3 separate regions of the Mus musculus genome follow, and regions 1 and 2 are each linked to region 3. A link is a contact called in public ChIA-PET and Micro-C data. All regions are on one chromosome and are shown on one strand. Each heading gives the region's core, a stretch centred on a gene start, on an enhancer-like site or on the middle of the called end of the contact. The rest is flanking DNA. Distances are from core to core; before and after follow the strand shown.

The links. Hi-C and Micro-C count contacts between places; a contact is called where the count stands out from the background. ChIA-PET counts read pairs in DNA pulled down with a chosen protein or histone mark.
Region 1: a Micro-C map of embryonic stem cells shows a contact between it and region 3, with 6 times the contacts expected there. The contact joins the promoter of Wnt4 here to the promoter of Usp48 in region 3. A contact is called at or near these places in 2 of 39 promoter capture datasets (hematopoietic stem and progenitor cells and hippocampal neurons), 1 of 484 Hi-C or Micro-C datasets (embryonic stem cells) and 1 of 115 datasets of contacts at active chromatin or transcription factors (pancreatic cancer cells).
Region 2: a contact with region 3 is called in an RNA polymerase II ChIA-PET map of memory CD8 T cells, with 21 read pairs. The contact joins the promoter of Ece1 here to the promoter of Usp48 in region 3. A contact is called at or near these places in 4 of 484 Hi-C or Micro-C datasets (B cells, CD4 T cells, CD8 T cells and 1 more) and 1 of 115 datasets of contacts at active chromatin or transcription factors (memory CD8 T cells).

Annotation. Positions count from the first base shown.
Region 1 is chr4:137,275,878-137,280,530 of GRCm38.p6, reverse strand. Wnt4 (wingless-type MMTV integration site family, member 4) reads right to left here and starts at 2,896. Exons shown (of 5, transcript NM_009523.2): 1 at 2,775-2,896. The coding sequence starts at 2,851.
Region 2 is chr4:137,860,562-137,865,144 of GRCm38.p6, reverse strand. It overlaps Ece1 (endothelin converting enzyme 1), which reads right to left and starts at 2,865. Exons shown (of 19, transcript NM_001369179.1): 1 at 2,764-2,865.
Region 3 is chr4:137,592,455-137,597,169 of GRCm38.p6, reverse strand. It overlaps Usp48 (ubiquitin specific peptidase 48), which reads right to left and starts at 2,998. Exons shown (of 27, transcript NM_001355588.1): 1 at 2,654-2,998. The coding sequence starts at 2,787.

The DNA.
Region 1 (4,653 bases), core at 1,647-4,146, 320 kb after region 3:
TGTTTGTTTATTTATGTTTCTCTGTGCAGCCATCTCTGTTCTGGGACTTGCTCTATAGACCAGGCTGTTCTTGAACTCACAGAGATCTGCCTGCCTCTACCTTCAGAGTGCTGGGATTAAAGATATGTGCCACCACTGCCCGGCCTTTTTATATTATTTATTTATTTATTTGGGTGTGTGTGAGCGTGCACGTGTGTGGGGGTCAGAGGACAACTTTCAGGAGTTGGTTCTTTCCTTCTACCATGTGGGTCCCAGGGATGGAACTCAGGTTGTCAGGCTTGGCAGCAAGCCATCTCAAATGGCCCTTGGCTCACCCTTGAAAAGACACGGTGCCACCAGCATGCCTGAACAAACAGCTGCCGACCCAAAGCTGTTGCTCCGGGAGGCTGACTTGGGTCAGATAGCCCTGCCATTTACTGGCTAAGTAGCTCTGGGTTACCTCTGTGGCCCTCAGTCTTCCCATCTATAAAATGGGTTCCAATGCAGTGAGAGCTCAGATAGTGCAGTGGGTGATGAACATTAAGTTATCATTCTCTAACCTCCAGGTTGAGGAGTTCCACTCGGCCGAGGAGCAGGCACACGGCCTTATCCATTCCAGCTGTGGCTTCTCAGACCCAAGCTGCTGGGAGCCTAGGCTGTGGCACCTGTTTCCCTAGGGGCTGGTCCAGTTTCAGGCTACAGATGGACATGTTTAGAAGTACAAGGTTTGTGTGTGTGCGCGTGCCTGGGGTCTCTTCCCGTTTGGAGCCTCTCTAGTTCCATAGGGTCCTGGGAAGCCCCTTCCTCCTGTCTCTGTGAGCTGGCTTAGAGCCCTGGTGGAACAGGAGTGAACTGAGTTGTCTAGAGGCAGGTTGCATGGCAACAGGAACCATCCCAGTTGCAGAGAACAGGTTTGCCAACCTCCCCAAGCCCAGGCCCCCCCCCCTTACCCACCCCCCACGGTGCAGGCACAAGGCTCAAGAACCGAGCTCTGGAATTCCCCTTGCTTTGCAAGACCTGAAGCTGGGGCTGCCTCCCTAGCTGGGACTGGGGCGTGGTGGACATGGCTGGAGGCGGGTGGCAATTCTACCTGGGTGTACTGGGTCAACTTCAGGACAGCCTCAGGCATGAAGTAGATTATCCTTGTCTGGAAACAGAAGCATCTGAGTTCCGTCTTCAGTTTGGTAAGTAGCTCCCTTCCCTGGGCCTTAGTTTTCCTCATCTATAAAGGGAGCTAAAGAGCCAGGAGCGTCGGAGGGCCTTTCTGTGGCAGCTGTCTCCGTGTTTGCTGCAGGCCTGGCTCACACACTTCTCACTGTTTCCTTGGCTTTTTTTTTTTTTTTTTTTTTTTTGTACTGCTTGGTGCTGGGCAGGTCAGCTGAACTTCTAGTTTCCCCTGATGCTCAGACCTCTAAACCTATCTATTTAAGAGGCAACTCCAGAGACCCCAGACTCCTTCAAGTGCAAAGTGCTTTCTCAGGTCTGCAACCCAGGTCTCACTGGGGGAGGGAGCATTCTGCAAGAAGTGGGGGGCGGGAGGGGAGGGGACGGTGGCTGTGCCCTGGTTTCTGTCCACTCTGCCACTGCCCCTGAAGTGTTAATCAAATTAAGAATCCAGGAAAAACAATGCAGCCACTTTGGGCCTCAGAGGAATTGCGAGCTCTCGGAACAGCTGGGAGAATTCCACATCACCTCAGTCTCCCAAGCTCTGGGTGGCTCTGACCCCAACGAACACACTCCTTTCCAGTCTCCAGGGCCCTGGCTGGCCACAATGACCTCATAGCAACAGCCATTGGACACTCAGGGCAATTTCATGGGAGATATTTGTTCTTTGGTCTTGATGCAGAGAGAATTTTTCCTTTCCCACTGTCTCCATGGAAACCCCAGCTACACTGTTGGCTATCCCCCCTTCCCACCTCATGCTTTTCAGATCAATACAGGAGCTTGGCTCCCCACTGGCTGCCCACAGTGGAAGGCTGCAGAGCTCTGGGCAGGAGAAGTTGGGGCCAGGGTTAAGCCTGGGCCATAGGAAGTGCCACTGAGGAGGGATGAAGGAGTCTAAAAGCTGGTTCCTTGTTCTCTTAGTCACTAGCTCTTTAGCTCGCCTTCCCAGGGATCCTCCCGAGCGCAGACCCAGTCAGGGAGAGACACACAGGTCACCAGTGGTTACCACCCCCTTCCTTCTTAGGCAAGACCCTTAGAGGTGGATGGGGGTTGTCGCCTTCTTTATTAAAGGTTGGGAGAAGTTTCTTCCTGCCTCAGGGAACAGCGAGGAGCAGCCAGAGCCAGCCTGCGGGCTCTCAGAGGCTCGGCGCCCCGGTCCTGGACTTCTATGTTTGGCTCCCGCCCCCCAAGCAGAAACAGGTCTCTGCACGCCTCCAGCTCAGCCCGCAGCGCGGCGCGGCGCAGCGCAGCGCGAGGAGCTCGCGCCCAGACTCCTCGCGGTTAACCTGCTATTATGCTCGGGACGCTTTCCCTCGGAGACCTGTCAGCCCGCCGGTTTGCGCCTCGCTCCGTTCCCGGGCCACCGCCCCGCGCTCGCACCCCCGCGCGCCCTCGAGCACCCAAAGGAGCCTCCCGGTGCAGACGCACTGCCAGCCCTGCTACCCCGAGCCGGACTGGGGCAGCAGGGGTCCCGGGACCTCCAGAGGGAAGACCGGACAGTGGTGGTGGCCGGCAGGAGGAACCGGCGGGAGCGCGATCCTCGGGTCCCACGGCTGAGACACCTGCCGGGAGCCCCCTGCGCCTGTGGCCCCGGGACCCGCCCCGCCCGCCCGGTCCCCGGCCCGACTTACAGCCAATTGCTCGCGGCGGCCGAGAACACGGCGAAGACGAGGAGTCGCAGGGACCGCAGGCACGAACGGGGGCTCATGGTGCCGTGCGCGCCCAGCCCGGGGCAGCGGCCGCAAGGCTCCCGTCGGGGCGGCAGGTGGGCGCCGCGCGGACGGGCTGGGGCGCCGGGCCGGGGCGCGCGGCGGGGCTCAGCCTCCGAGCAGCCGGCCGCGCCGCCCGCTGCTGCGCCCGCTGCCCGGCGGACCCGACTGTCAGCGCCGCCCCAGAGCCGGGATGCGGCGGTGGCGGCGGAGGCGGGCGGGCGGCCGGCGGGGCGGGCCGGGGGCGGGCCGAGGATGGGGTTACCTGGGCGGGTCCAGCGGCGTGGGACAACCCCCCCCCCACGGGGGCGGTCCTGAGCCCGCGGGACTGGGCTTCTCCTGGGGGGCCTCCCCGGCCCGGCGCCCGGACGCGCTCGGAGCCTCAGCCCCGCTGCTGCAGGCACGCTTGGCCGCACGCCGCCCAGTTGGGCCGAGCTAGAGGCGCGGCGACCCAGCTGCTGGGTCCCCGCCCGGGGCCTTAGGGACGAGCGGGCACAGCTCCCCCAGCCCGCCGCTGCGGGCACTGCAGCGCCGCCCTGGCCGCGCCCCGCGGCCCCCCGCCGGCGCCTGGGAGCCGGGATCCCCGGCCGACCCCGGCGGAGCCACCGGAGCGAGAGCGGCTGCTACTCGCGCGCACCCAGTCGCTCGCGCTCAGGGCGCACCAGGCTGGGGTGCCGCCCGGCTGTCCCCACCGGACCCCTCCCCGCCCTCAGGCCCCCGCGTTCTGTGGTCCGGCCCCTCCCTAGCACTCACCTCCCTCCAGCCTTCCCGGAGCTGGACAGGGGCCTCTCTACTTCGGGCAGCTTGGGACAGTGGCCTGAGACTCCGGGAATCCGAAACCTCGCTTCTGGATCGCCCTGAGTTCTGGCGCGCTCCAGGCAGCGAGGTTTTGAGCGAACCCCTTGCCTTTCTGTGTAGACCTTCTGCTTAGGAACTGGAAGGCTGTGGAGGCTTCCTTTTAGCACAGGAACCAATCTTTGCTGTCTGCTTGGGTTTCTGTTCGATTCTTTTATTACTTCTCCCACGTCAGGCAGATTCAACCCTTAGCTTGGTGTCTGGCACAGAGTGGGTGGGTGACACGTTTGTGGAGTGAATGAATGGAGTGGAGATATTGCTTAAAAACCCATGCCTGGCTGGTGCTGAAGCTCAATTCCGTGTTAATAGTTACTTGCCATGGCTGGGCCACACCCTCTCCAGGTCACTGATAGAGCCCAGACTCTGGCCCTGCCTGAGGCTACATCCCACTGAGCTAGAGGAACTCTGTCTAAACAGGACACGAAAGCCCAGAGACCCTACTCAATCTCACTAAAAGCAAGGGGGAGAGAAAATGACCTGGCCTCTGCCCTTCCAGAACCAACTGTTTTCTCTATGTGAGTTTGGCTGCCCACCCCCACCATGGCCACGTTTGACTCCAGTTGTCTGGGTTAACCCAGGAGAGACTTGATAAGCGTTTGGCATGGAGGCTGAGCAGAAGGTGGTAGGGATCCGTGGAGCCCCGGCAAAAGTGCAGATGTGAGTTCATGTACCACATGTCTAAATATTTGCAGGTGATAAATCAAGCTAACAAAACGAGGAATAAAATATGTCCTAGCCAGCTCTCAAAAAAACACGCTTTCATAATAACATGCAGAACTGCTCTGAGTGTGAGCTTCTCACACTGCCTGGGTCCCGCATATGCATGGTGCAGCAATGAAGTGCACAGAGAGTGACCCTGGTGCCTGGTCCTGACTCTCACCTTTTCCCACTTCTGCCTTTCTTGCCCTTTACAGATTATTTTGTGCACACATGCACACATCTCAGC
Region 2 (4,583 bases), core at 1,616-4,115, 270 kb before region 3:
GGGGTGGGAAGCTGGATTTAAGATTCAGAGTGGAAGTAGCCCTGAATTCCAGCCCCTCTTGGGAACAATGGCAAGAGAACCAGTGTTAGGGGAACCTAAGGAGGCCTGACGTCAGCCTTCACCTCACCCACTCACGGCGCATCAACACTGTGCGTCAGCAGACTACATTGGGCTCCCACTTCCCTCCCCGGGCAGGGCAGTAGAGGTCTCTGCTCTAGGTCCCGCTGTTTCCCATGCCTGCCTTGTCTCCTCTTGCCTGTCCCACATACTTGTGGTAAACCAGCCCTATTCTGGTCCTGCACTGAGTCGTCTATGTCCTCAGACCTCTGGTCTGATATCACCCAGGTTCCCCCTGACTAGAACACGTTTTCTTATTCAGATCACATCGGCTTAATGACTCTCCCACCTCTCCAGCCAGAATGGAACACTTGCTGGGCATGACATAGCCACCTCCCTGAAGGACACGGCCCCTGGCCTGAGGACGGTTAGGGACAGGTAGAAGGCCCATCCATACAGTTTGGGTCACTTCTTGCCTTGTACAAGGTCTGGCACAGAACAAGTATCCTGTAAGTCTCCGATACACAAGAAATAAAACACTCTATTTAGATCACTGTCTCCCAAATGTGATAAATATGAACGGTTCTTTCAGACCAGCAAATAGGTTGGATGCTTAGCAGAACTTCCCAAGGTTGTAAACGAAAGTAAATGGTATTCGAGCCAAACACTCTCACTTGGATTTATCTCAACCTGATCCCCCCCCCACCATCCTGAAAGATAGGAACCATTATCATCTCTTGATGGAGACAGCGCACAGCGGGGTTATAACACAACTTTACCAAAGTCCCTGTGGGGAACAGGAGGAGCTAGAATTAGAACCCAAATCTATTTGGGACCAAAGTCTAAAGTCTTTCTGATGGGCTAGGAAGCTTTTCAGGTCAGAGATAGCTCAGCCAGTTAAGAGCAGTTGTTGCTCTTACAGAGGAGCCCTGGAACCAGTCCTAAGCACCAACGATCTAGTATTCGAGCTACAGGAGATCCAACACTCTCATCTGCCCTCCACAGGTACCAGGCACACATGCAAGCCAAACACTCACACAAATTAAAAAGATAATTTTTTAAATGTTCCCAGGGCAGGGTGGGTTGTTAATTAGTTGGTTTATTCCAGCTCAGGCTGCCCTTGAACCAAGATCTGCCTGCCTCAGCCCCCCAAAACCCTGCAATCAGAACATGCAGGACCACACCAGACTTTCTGGTGCTTTGTAAGGAGGAAACGGTCCTCTTTGCGAGTGGCTCAGGCCAGGGTGGGTCTAAAGAGAGGACGTATGACCTCAAAGTCTCTCCCTCTTTTATAGCTCTCCCACATCCTCAAGCTTTAAAGCAACAGCTGGCCCACAGGTGACACATTCCCCGGCCATGAAACTAGACATGAGTTCGCGACAGGGTTTCTCTGTATAGGCCTGGCTGTCTTGGAACTCACTCTGCAGACCAGGCTGGCCTCGAACTCAGAAATCCTCCTGCCTCTGCCTCATAAGTGCTGGGATTAAAGGTGAGCGCCACCACTGTCCAGCTCTTGGGAGATTCTTAATGGGGGAGGTAAGTCGGGTCCAAGATGATCTCTGGGCACCTTGGGGGGGCGGGAGAATTAAGTCATCGGTCTCCAGAGAGACCAATGATGTCTCAGGGGAAAGACGCCAGTGGGTAAGAGAGAAAAGGGCTGTCTAAGGGAGACTTAATTTCTGACCAGGCACGGGTTGGTCCTGAGGCTGTCTCTGGAGCATCTTCAGCTCTCTCCATGATGCCCCTCTGTTTCTCAGCGAACCCCTCAGGCATGGAAGGGACATCACAGATGTAGGCAAGTCTCTAGGACCAAAAGGCAGAGAACCCAGGCAGATCTCCTCAGGCCACACAGGGTGTCCTGGGTCCAGTACACACGCCAAGAGCTCGGCTCTAGGAGAGGCAATCAGAGGTCCACAGGGAGAGAAGAAGCAAATGGCCCTGGGTGAGATGGAGAGGTAACCGGAGGCCTTGGCTCTAGGCCAGAGAGTCAACTCATCACTCCGAAGCTCTCAAAAGCAGCCAGATCTGGATTAGATGGATATCAGGCTTGAGGCTTGAGCCCCCAAAGAAGCCCTCTTCCTCAAGGACCCCTTTACCGTGGTGCTTTGGACCACGGGAGTCAGCACTTGGGCCCTCCTCTGAGGATTCATTACTGGGAGATGCTGGGAACACCAGATAACCCTCAGAACCTCAGACTATCCCCTCCTCTCTGAGCTATCTCTCCCCTTCCCATGAGCCAGGCAGCCACTGCAGGATCAGTGTAGGAGAAAAGTGCCCTAGTCTCCCACGATGTTCTCGAATCCCAAAGCCACTCGGACTATGCGGGGTGTGAGCTCAAGTCCAGCTGAACCTTGACGTCTCTGAATCGACCTGGCCTAGCTGCCCACGGTCTCCAAGTCAAGCCAAGCCAAGCTCAGCTCAGGGACTTGCACACCCCAAACCTATCTCACCAACTCTTCCCCAAAATCCAGCACGCGACCCCGAGTCTTCCACGCCAGGAGCAGCCCAGCAGCCCAGAACCAAGGTCCACGCGAACCGGACACCCCCCACAACTCCTGTCCGGGTCCAAGCCAGTGAACAGCGGGACGCGGGCCTCAGCTAAAGGGGACGCCCAGCTCGCCAGGAACCAGCCAGGATGCCATCGCCGCCCCGCTGTCGGGACCGTCGGGGTTGCATGGAGCCACAGCGGGCTGCGGGAGTACTCACCGTCGCTCCCGGGCTCCGAACGGCCGGGCTTAGGATGCACCTCCCGCTAAGGCTCCAGCTCCAAGTGCGCTGGGCTGAGCTCTACGCTCGAACCTCAGGGCTAGCTGCCGGGGCGGCGCGCGAGGCTGGGGCGCCCAGGCCAGAGGGCGGGGCCCGCCGCGAACCAATACAGAAGTGCGGGGGCTGCGGGCCCCGAAGAAACAGCCAATCAGAAGCGTCGGTTAGACTCCCCCCCACACCTCCGCGGGCTCCTTAACCCTTGGCATGCTGGAGCGCTGGATACTCTAGCTGCCCCGGATACCGGTGGGTCCAGGGGTGCGGGCCCGAACCTCCAGCTTGGCGTGCCTAATCTACACCTCGCCGGGACCCTCTCGAGGGACAGACGGAGCCGGTGTCAGGTCCACCTGCGCCCAGTTGGGGTTCTGGGAGCCTAGGCGACCTTTGTCTCCTGCCTGGTGCCTGCACTGTAGTATGACCCTGGGCACTGCAGCTGTGGGGTGTGTTTGTGTGCAAGAAGGAAGAAGGGCAGAGAGGAGAAGACAGAAAGGGGGGGAAGGGATGAGTTTCGAATGCCTGTGTGTTTATGTGGAAAGATAGAAGACTATATTTGGGGATTGTTAGTGTGTGTGTGTGTGTGTGTGTGTGTGTGTGTGTGTGTGTGTACACCAGCGCAGGCGCGCGATTCAGAGAGGGGAGAAGGAAAGAGAAATGGAATGGAATGAAGGCCCAGTAGGCGGGGGCACTTAGACCTCCAGTAGAGAAACTTTCTCTTTATGCCCGCTGCGCAGGTGCAGAGGAAGAAAGACCAGGAAACTGTACGTACTGGGTGAGCCGTGCATTTGTGACCTGTTGGGCACGCATGTGGGTGTAGTAGAAAGAGGCTTTGTGCCCCTGTTGTGAAAGAGTAGCCGGTGAGTGAATCCCGTTTGGTGTACATGTGTGTTCGAGCATGCAGCTTGAGACACACACACACACACACACACACACACACACACACACACACACACACACGGCAGAGATTTACCACAGCGTTGTAGGTGGCTCAGTTTGTGAGTAGAGAGGTCAGTGTGTCCTGTGTGGTAAATGTGTGGCTGGTTTGTTTTTTGTTTTTTAAGATAGGTCTTGGGGCTGGAGAGATGGCCAAATGGTTAAGAACATGTATTGCTTTTGCACAGGTGTGATGGGGGGGGGAATCGGGGGGGGGATCCCAGCACCGGTATCATTTGGCTCACAACTACCTGTAACTCCAGCTGCAAGGGACCCAATGCCCTATGCTGGCGTCTACAAACATCTGCATTCACATGTGCACATACTGCACCCCAGACAAACACATACATGTAGGTAAACAAACAAACAAACAAACTGCCAGACAGTGGTGGTGGCGCACGCCTTTAATCAGGCAGCAGAAGCAGGAGGATCTCTTGAGTTCGAGGACAGCCTGGCGTACAGAGCAAGTTCTAGGACAGCCAGGGCTACACAGAGAAACCCTGTCTCGACAAACCAACCAACCAACACAAAAAACAAACAGAGATGGGTCTCAATAACCTGGCCCACACTACCCAAACAGAGATGGGTCTCAATAACCTAGCCCACACTACCCCAATCCTACCTCTGCCTCTGGAGTGCTTGAGGTTACAGGTGTGCCCACCAAGCCCCACCTATTTGACTTTGGTCATTCCCTATATTTATATGATGCCAAGAAAAGAAACTAACGTATAAGGGATGTGAGATATATGTTCAGGGGCAAAGACATCCTAGAAGATGTGAGATGGGGGTTCAGGAGAATGGAAGGAAGAAAAAAAGGAGGGAGGGAGAGGGGA
Region 3 (4,715 bases), core at 1,749-4,248:
CAGCCCCTGGGTACTAACCCCAGCACTTAGCAGACACAATATAGACTCAGGAAGGAGGCAGGAGGAACAGACACTCAGGGTCATTGTTGGCCACAGAGACTAACATTAGCTCTATGAAGCCCTGTCTCCAAAACAAAACCCTAAAAATAATTTCTCTAAGGAAAATATATGAACAAGCCAGGCATTGTGGCGCACACCTTTACTGTCAGCACTCAGGAGGCAGAGGCAAGCAGATCTCTGAGTTTGAAGACAGCCTATCTAGAGTCCAAGACTACCAGGGTTTGTTATACGGAGAAATCCTGTCTCAAACCAAACCAAAAAAAAAAACAAAAAACAAAAAAAAAAAAAAGGAAGAGGAGGATATTCCACAGTTAACATCAGGGAAAGGGAAATGTAATCAAAACCACAATAAAACAGACAAATTTAAAAATGTAATAAATTAAAATTACAATCTTCCTATACTGCCTGTGAAACATGTTAAGGGAAAAAAATACTGCTCAAACTGTTAAAGACAATTGCCACATGACCCAACAATTCCCTTCCCAACACACATGTGTTCATGAGAGCAATTTATAAGAAGCAAAAAGAAACAATCTACAATCTACAGTCCATCAACTGAAAGATGGTGCTGTGCGTGGCGGCGGCAACTGCCTTTAATCCAAGCATTCAAAAGACAGAGAGACTACAGTGGGGGGGGGGGGGGCTGAAGTTTTTAATCACAGCACTTGGGAGCCAAAGGCAGGTGAGTTAAAGCTAGCCTGGTCTACAGAGTCAGCCAGGGCTACAGAGAGAAACCCTGTCTCAAAAAACAAAATGGATGGGTGGATAGATGGATAAAGTTACATGAACTATGACAGATATATGCATGCAATTCATCCCACAGCTTAAGAGACAGAGGCAGGCATTTCTCTATGAGTTTGAGGTCAACCTAGTCTACAGAGTAGGTTCCAGAACTGTTATACAGAGAAACCCTGTCTCCAACAAAGAAAATAGAAAGAGAGAAAAGAAAAAACAATGGCTAATGTGAACCCGAAAAGATTCTCAACTCAGTTACTAGATAAATGCAAACCAACAAGAAAAGGGGACTGAGAGGGTATCTGTGTACTAGAATACTGGCCTCTATCATCTACAGGATTCTGGATCTATTCAGAGTAGGAGGCAATAAACACACAGACGCCAAATACTACTTCATACCCACTAGAACAGGCTGGGAGTGTAGCTCATACAACACCCGTAGGGTTTGCACAGGGCTCTGGGTTAGAGCTGCAGCACCAACAGAACAATGAATGGCACATGTCTATGGTCCCATGACTCTCATGTTTGAGCACCTACTAGCTCGAAGGACTGTAAGTCCCAGGTAAACACGGGCTAAATCCTCAAACATACAAAACACCAGAGTCCCCAGCTCTACAAAAACAAATTGAAAAAAATTGAAAAAGAAAGAAAGAAAAAAGGATATTGGCAATTGTACAGTATCAAAACAGATCATTTGTGTGTGTGTGTGTGTGTGTGTGTGTGTGTGTGTGCACTAATGCTCAGGTGCCCACTGTGTCTGGAAGAAGGCTTTGCACATGCTCTGGAGCTGGAGTTACAGGTGGTTATCAAGCACCTGGTGTGGGTTCTCAGAACAAATGGTACTGTGATCCTTTGAAGAGAAGCCTGAGCCCTCTTTACTAATTAGCCATCTTTCCAGCCCCAGACTTAACTCTGTCTTTTATATCCCCTGTGCGGGTAATTGAACCAAGGGACTCAAGCATAAAACCACCACTCTACTCTCAAGCTAAACCACCAGCACTGTAACTATACACTTCAAATGAGTGCCTCGGTAAAGCTGTTTCAATTCCACACTATACAAATTGATGCCGTTCCAGAACTTCGAGGAGTCTTAATGTCCTTGTGAGCAGACACCTAGAGTTTAGAAAGATGCACCCGCTTTACTTTTGAAAACTTCCTAACTTACATTATATCTCAAATGAGGCACAGCTCTGAAGCCAGGAACCAAGGCTTCCACGTCTTCCACTTTTCCCTACACGCCCGATGACACGGAGCTATGGAGCATGCCTCGGTTTATCAATTCGATTGAACACAGGCCGGTGCAGGCTACGAGGTGGGGATAAGAAAACCACTCTACGCAAAAAAAGATCAGAACCAAGGGCCACGAAGGGGGAGCAGAATTTAAACAGCTAAAAACACTTTACTCTGCAAAGTGGTGTGGAGTTAGGGTGACCAAAAGAAAACACCTATAGGTCAAAGAGAGCCAGCCAATGAGAGCGGGGGACCGATGACGTAGGTTAACCAAAGGGTTTTCTAAACCTGCTCTCTGCAAGTGATACTTAGGTGATCAGGCCTTCTCAGCGTGCAATGACAGGAGATACAATGTCGACGAAGTTCGCTGTCGGCAAGTTCCCCTTTTACAAGCGAAAAGCGCACAGCTATGCCCAAGATCAAACAACACTCCAGCGTTACTTACTAAGCCCTATCTCCAACTATCTCCACCGCCATCTTCAGGATGCGAGCCCAGCAGCCGCATCACTTCGGGGGCTGCGTAGCTCCCGGGTCGTGCAAACTGAAAGGAGATGCAGTAACACCGTGCATCGCCCTGGTTCCCGGTCCCCCGTCCCCCGATCCCGCCTCGGCCACGCGAGGACCTCACCTGCACACGCCTCGGATACAAGGCTCCAGCCAGATGCGGTAGGCGGTCTCGATGTGCTCCTGCGACACCTCCTCGGGCCGCACCGTCTCCGCCCAGCGCCAGGCCGCCTTCTCCAGCTGCAGCCGCGGAGCCATAGCCTTGACCGAGGTAGCACTCGCCGAGCCCGGTGGCCTCCGGCGCCGCCTCCGTCTCCGCCCGAATGGGCACGGGCCCCTGCCAGCCGAAAGAACCCAGCGCTGCCCTCAGACAGGAGAGCAGTCAATCACCTGCGCGCGCCACGGCCGCCGCGCCCGCCCGCCCGCGCCCAGCTCGCACGACCAGCCGCAAAGCGCCGCCGCCGCCGCCGATACCCGACAGACCCCGCGCCTGCGGACGTTGGAGGCGTACGCCCTGCCGCAGTCTGCGCATGCGTGCTCCCAGGAGTCCCTGCGCCGAAAGCCCATGTAATCCGACTGGCGGAAGAAAGCCAAGCGTCTGCCCAAAGGCGACTCGCCACGTCTTTTTTCCGCCATGGTGAAGGCAGCTAGCTACGCTTCAGCCTCCGTCGTCTACTCCGACGAGCGAGAGCTTGCCCTTGCTTTCCACACTTCCCCTGTTACTGTGACAAAGTTACACCATAGAGTACTCAACGCACACCATAGGGCCACCGGGACTGTGAGTGGGACCTGATAATAGCAGAAACCGAGGCAGCCGGAACGCCACAGTCGGATCGAGGATTTCACTTGAGCCTGGGCGAGTTCCGGCTCCTTGCCCGTGCTTTCTGACGTCACGAGGCGTTATGTGGTTTGCGGATGCTACAACGGGACTACATATCCCAGCGTGCAATGCGCTCTGCCACTCGCGGAGCGCGAGGCATCCTGGGGTTTGTAGTCTTCGAAGTGATAGGCTCAGTCTTTGAGTTGCAGGTTGTTTAGAAGCATACACAGGTCTGGGACGTGTTCTTTGCTGTAGGCTGTTGACCAGAGGGTCAACACTTTGACGTCTTAATTCGTTATGGAGTGTACACCCTAGCTCCCTGCTGTGATATTATTTCCTTTTTGCAACTACTTCCCCTTAGACCTAAAAAAGGCTAAACTGAATCACAGCGTTTTGTAACAGAAAAGAGCTATTACAGCTAAAGAGAGAAAATTCCAGGACTTTAAATATGTAAAAGCCCTGTGGGAATTCAAGGACTAATTCCTCCCTTATCTACTCCTCAACCCACCCCACCAGCCCCCAAGTAACCTTGAACTGAAGTCAAGATTTACTGAAGCAAGATTTGGTCCTTTGGTTGAATTTAGGCTGAAAATAAAAAACACAAAAATCTTCTAAGTCAGGACACACACACATACACCTCCTTTCTTAAAGAATTCCTACACCAGTTGGTTGGTGGTGGCACACACTTTTAATCTCAGGAGGCAGAGACAGGTAGATCTCTGAGTTAGTGGGCCAACCTTGTCTACAGAGTGAGTTCCAGGACAGCCAGGGCCACACAGAGAAACCTCGTCTCCTGGAAGGAAAAAAAAAAAAAGTCAAACAAATAAACACTGAATTCCTATACCACTGGTTAACAGTTGAACACTGTTGTGGGGCCCACCTTTAATCCCAGTACTCTGGTGGTGAAGGGTAGAGCCTTGCAAATTTAGTGAGTTTCTTTTTTTGTTGTTTGTTTGTTTTGTGGGGCCCACCTTTAATCCCAGTACTCTGGTGGTGAAGGGTAGAGCCTTGCTAATTTAGTGAGTTTCTTTTTTTGTTGTTTGTTTGTTTGTTTGTTTGTTTGTTTTTTGGAGACAGGGTTTCTCTGTATAGCCCTAGCTGTCCTGGAACTCACTTTGTTGACCAGGCCGGCCTTGATCTCAGAAATCCACCTGCCTCTGCCTCCCCAGTGATGGGATTAAAGGCGTGCGCCACCACGCCCAGCGAGTTTAGTGAGTTTCATGACAGCCAGAGCTACATACATGGTGAGACCCTGTTGCAAAAACACACATAATAAGTTGAACTACTTTCTTTTTGTTTTTAAGATTTATTTATTCATTTTTTTATGTATGCAAGTATACTTGTAGTTGTATAGATGGTTGTGAGC